Regions from separate parts of the Podarcis muralis genome. Here region 2 is linked to region 1. A link is a contact called in public Hi-C data. All regions are on one chromosome and are shown on one strand. The core of a region is the stretch at or near the end of the contact, and the rest is flanking DNA. Distances in the headings are between cores, read along the strand shown. Region 1 holds the start of RALBP1 (ralA binding protein 1). Region 2 holds the start of VAPA (VAMP associated protein A).

Region 1 (2,700 bases), core at 43-2,542:
GGGGTCGGTGCGCACCGACCCTCTCGCTCTCCAAGCTTCAGCGAAAGCCTGCATTCGCTCCATAGGACACACCCAGATTTCCCCTTCATTTTTGGAGGGGGAAAAGTGCGTCCTATGGGGCGAAAAATACGGTATATGAGCTTCTGTAATCCTTTTTTAAAAAAAATTAAATCCCTGTTTATTTTTGCACATCTAAGTAACCAAGAAAGGGTACATGGAAGACTGCAACAGTTACTCCCCCAAAAAGAAAAACCATTACATAAATGCATCCTGAATCACAATAGTTACCACTGTGTTCCCATTTCATAAGTTTATTTGATCCTACAAACAGGATGCTTGTGAATGGGGGCTGGCTGGTTGCAGTTTAACATCATTAATTAGTTATATTTTAACCATCCTGCCATAGTCTCAAAGGGGCATGTTTATGCATTAAGAGAGTCCACATAAGTAGTCACCGGGAGCATTTAGCAGGCAAAAGTGGGTGGGGGGAATGATGGTGAGTGGAAGATACTCGGACAACACACATTTACTCAGAGGTTAACCCCACTACATGCAAAGGGCCTTTTTAACATGTTAAGCGTGCATAGGATTGCAACCTGAACCACTTGTTGCAGAGTATTTATTTATTTCATAAAATTTATACACCGCTTGAGTGCAACCCCCCCCCCAAAAAAAAACCTCAAAGTGGTTGATAATGTCGACGTTGCTTGCATCCCACCCGCAGGGTGTGCCAATATGCCAACACCCCATTCAGCAATCCTGAGGAGAAAAAGGGAGTGGCAGCCTGAGACCCAACCGGGCCTCAGTCACAAGGCGCCCCCAGGCGCTAGGGGGCGCTGCACAGGCATACTAGCGCATGCGCGCCTCAGAGAGCGCTTCAGTTAATGCCCTTCTCCCACAGGCTCGGCCACATTTCCCTCCCTCACCCCCTTCTCGGAGGCAACGGAGCTGATGTGAGGGAGAACCGGGTCGGGTGGGGAGCCCTCACGCGCATGAGCATGGCTCCAGCACTGACCTGAGCGGGTGGGTGGGGAGCCCGTCGCTGGCAGGACGGCTGTGCTGAGCTTGGCTCCTCTTCGGCCTCACCCGGGCCCCGCTCCGCGCCCCATCCCCTCGCCGCCCGCTTACAAGGTCGGGTATAGGGAACAGAAGGAGGCAGTTTGGAGGCGCATGCGCGAGCGCCCTTCTCTCCTCCTCCCCCCCGCTTCTCCGGCCTGTTTCTTGCAGCCCTTTGGCTATCGAGGGCAGAGGCCGGAATTAGGCAGCGCACGCGCATGACGCACAGGGAGGGGCTGTCGTAGTAGCTGAGGGAGCAAGCTACCCAAGAGGAGCGGAGAAGGGAGCATGCGCCTGCGCACTTGTTCTCCCTATTTTTATATAACGGGTAGAAAGTCCCGCCTGCCCTTTTTTTTTTGTTTGATGCATTTTGGGAGATGTAGTCTTATGAGGGGGGGTGCAAGCGATGGTTTGAGCCAGGAGCACGCATGCGCATTGCATAGGCGTCCGAATTAACGTTAAATTTACGCCCAAGTGGTGTCCGTTCCTCTGTGGTATAATTCGCTTTAACAAAATTAGAATTTGCTCTGCCTGTCACTGGATTTGGCTCTACCTATTGTTGGTCTTCCTTCCACCCTTCAAATTTCAATGGGCACCAGTAACTAGAGATTCCAAACAAAAAAATATCCTTCCAGTAGCACCTTAAAGACCAACTAAGTTAGTTCTTGGTATGAGCTTTCGTGTGCATGCACACTTCTTCAGATACACATGCACACGAAAGCTCATACCAAGAACTAACTTAGTTGGGTCTTTAAGGTGCTACTGGAAGGATTTCTTTTTTGTTTTGACTATGGCAGACCAACACGGCTACCCATCTGTAACTAGAGATTCCAAATGTAAGGTAATCCAGAATTCACCTTAAACAAAAGAACAAGGACAAGCAGGGTAGAGATGAACAAAGTAAGTGAAAAAATGTAATATGTCTAAGAAAGACTATAGCTCACAACTCATTTGGGCATTTACTAGCATTTCAAGGAGAAATAACTTCTCAGGATCCATCTGGGCATGAATGTAAATAATAGGCTGGTCCACAATAAGAAGTTTATGTGCAGTGCAGTCCTATTCATGCTTGCTCAAAAGTAATTTCCAGTTCTGTCAATGTGCCTTATTCCTAAGTAATTGTGCACAGAAAAGACAGTAGTCTCTTTGGCCAACAGGTACACAATAACACACCTCTCATTTCCGATCTTAGCAAATGGACAAGAACATGTTAAGCTACATAGGTTTCTTATGTAATTCAGTATGGTGAGATCTCTGTCCCTTTCAGCTACACTGTAATCTGGATCTAGTTATTTCAGGAACAGCCTCCCACCCTGTTTCTTATAATTAGTAAGCTCATACAACATTCAACCAGTCTCCTGTTGTACAGTACAGCTCCCAGCCAGTTTTATAAATTAATGAAGAGAATAAAGGTTGAAAGAAAGGGTATGAAAGTTGAAGACACCTGCCATTTAATGGATTTGGTCATGATTCATTCATAGTCATAAGTATTTCAATCCTTTCTGTATAGGACAGTGGTTCCAAAATTACCATTGAGATGCAATCCTTATTCAGGACTCACCTTTGTTAATCCGATTATATGAAAGTCATTTAATTTCTGCCTCAATATTTACAATTAATTAATTAATTACAAGTTAAATTTAC
Region 2 (2,700 bases), core at 194-2,693, 140 kb before region 1:
CAATATCAAGAGTGTCGTTGCTATGGAAAACGCCCATTACCGAGCTCCTTACATGACACGTCAGAGGGCGTTGGTGCAAGATACCACCACTCGACTACAGGTATATCAGAATGGAAGAATCGAGGTGGCAACGAAATCGGGGGAAGGGAAGGCGCCGCCTGGAAATGTAGGAAACGTGCAGCGTTTCCCCCTCCCCCATCTTATACAAGGGCTGCCCAGCCGCATCTTGAGCCTCTCGTGGAAACACGGGTGGCGCGAAAGCCGTCCCCGCACTCCTCTGACAGCGGCGAGCTGGTGGCCGGCCAAGAGGAGATTTGGCCCAAGCAGGGCCTGGTCCAGGCTGCGCTGCGGAAGAGGAGCCCGGGGAGGGGCGGAGGAGCTGGCAGCGCCTAAGGCCGGCTCCGCAGACTCGCCAGGCCAGCTTCCCTCTCTCGCCCTCCGCCGGCGGATGGAGCCGTAACTGGGGCCGGCCAAGCCCGCTGCTCAGGGTGACGCGAGGAGGTCGGGGAAGCGGGGGAGGTTAGAGAGGCTCCCGCCTCAGCACCGCACACCGACGGCGAACCGGGGCGGGAGAAGACAGGAGGAGAGAGCAAGATGGCGACGGCGACGCCTCGTCCCGTCCCTCCCGATTCAAACCTCCCACCCGAATCTCCGCGGAAGGAGGGCGGCTGGGCCAGGCCTTCTTGCCGCCCGCTCCGCTCCCCGCCCCACATCTCTCAGCCCCACCGCTAAACACGGCGCCGGGCGGGGGAGGAAAGAGTTGCCTTTCCCCGTCCACCCTTTTGGGCATCGCCGCCGCTGCCCTCCCCCACCCATTGGGAAGGATTCCTGCTCCTCCGCCCGCTCTCGCTCTCTCGTACCTTTGAATTTGAGGTCGGTGGGCGGATCGAGGACCAGGATCTGTTCGTGCTTGGAGAGAGCCCCGGCGGCCGCCATCGCTGCTCCCTCGCTCGCTCAGTCCGGGAGGAGGAGGCGGAGAGGGTGGGTAGGTAAAGGGAGGACACTCCGGTCGGGGAGGGAGGGAGGGAGGAAGGAGAGAAGGGAAGGGACGCCGACCGAGGAGTAGCAGTCGTAGCAGCAGCAGCGCCCGCCGCCTCCTCCTCCTCCTTGCTCCCTCTAGAGGCGCGCGCGGACAGAGAGGCGCGCGCGCCGCCTTCCTTCCTCCTCTCTCTCTCTCTCTCTCTCTCTCTCACAAACTCTATCTCTCTCTCCGCCGCCGCCTCAGCTTTCTTCTTGCCCGCTTTCCTTCCCCCCTTCTTCTCCCGTTAAGGACTTGGCTCGCTCTGTGAGGAACCCCCCGCGCGGCTGCCCAGCGCACTGCGTTCGACGCCGACGACGGCACGGGCGCGAGGGCAGCGGCCGCCTCAAGCTCTGGCACCCGCACGTCAGCCTATGGGGAGAAAGGCAGGCAGGCAGGCCCGTGCGCGCGCACGCACGCACGGCCACGCGCGAAGACACATAACACCAACGCCGCTTCGAGTCTCCGCCTGCTCGTCCCTCTTCCCCCACCCCCCCCGCCCCCTGGTCGGTTGACAGGTCTGGTCGCTAGACGTGGGCCTCCTCCTCCTCCTCCTCTCACGTGGGCCGGGATGGGGGGGGGGGAGCTGTCACGCGCGCCCTGAAGGCGCCACAAGTTTGGGTTTTTGGCAGTCAAAAAGGAATTCTCCCCTCCGGAGGAGGTGGGGGGGGGGGATACAGTGTGGTACTCGGGGCAAACCGGAAGGAGAAAATGACACCAAAGGGTTAAAGCATCGGGAGTCTCCAACAGCGGAAAAGGAGGCGGGCTGGGAACTGTTGGTTCCCAGCATGCATCGCTCTCTAGTTCTCTGGACGTTGCATGCTGGGAGTTGTAGTCGCCAAACAAAGGAGAAACGGAGTTGAATTGGGTTAGAAAGGTAGCGCGTCCGAGTCTCTGTTCCCTCTGTACATTGAGTGCTGGGGACATTTAATTGCCCCCGTGTGGCAGGAGTGGCCGGGTTAAATACTTAATGTTAAATTCGAAACAGATAACATGTTTTGCGCTGAGGATCAGAAAGAAAGGAAAACTGGATTTATTTATTTTTCACTTGAGTTCTTTCAATAACGCTTGCTTTGTTATTTTTACCACCGTAAATATTGCTGGTCTGGCTATAAATTTGCAAAGATCGCACAATCTGTTTAGCAGAATAAGCCTGCTCACTATCTTTGCCCAGTTTCCCTTGGCAAAGTGTTTTTTGCACCTTGAGACCTTGACCCTCTAATTGAGGTTGGCACAAGGGTGTGGGTGTGGAAATACTGATAACAGAATTATCTGAAAATATATAAAATTCCAAGCAATTCCACATATTTTTATTGATAAGCAGCTATCACTTGGAATATATGGTGGGGAGCACATCAGAATTAAACTGCAGTGGTAATAAAAATATACTGTATGAGGAATAATAAAAGCATTGGCACACCCATTGCAGACATAGTAGAATTACAATCAATGTGTCACATTTAAAATGAATATATGTTGTCACAATGAGAACAAAATATAGATGTTGACGTACCCAATTGTACAGGGAACCCTGGAAAAGAAGAGAGAAAAGAACAGATCTTAGGGCAGCCACTAAAATGAAGTAACTGACTAGAAATTGTTCAGTTACAAGCATCTGAACTCAAAAGACAATTGTGCCAATATTTGTTTAGGTACAGGAATTATGAGTCTTGCTCAGGATG

The links. Hi-C and Micro-C count contacts between places; a contact is called where the count stands out from the background.
Region 2: a contact with region 1 is called in a Hi-C map of blood, with 2.9 times the contacts expected there. The contact joins the promoter of VAPA here to the promoter of RALBP1 in region 1. A contact is called at or near these places in 2 of 3 Hi-C or Micro-C datasets (blood and tail).

What each region holds. Positions count from the first base shown.
Region 1 is chr8:48,832,663-48,835,362 of rPodMur119.hap1.1, reverse strand. RALBP1 (ralA binding protein 1) reads right to left here and starts at 1,292. Exons shown (of 10, transcript XM_028737361.2): 1 at 1,016-1,292.
Region 2 is chr8:48,969,372-48,972,071 of rPodMur119.hap1.1, reverse strand. VAPA (VAMP associated protein A) reads right to left here and starts at 1,443. Exons shown (of 7, transcript XM_028737362.2): 1 at 861-1,443. The coding sequence starts at 936.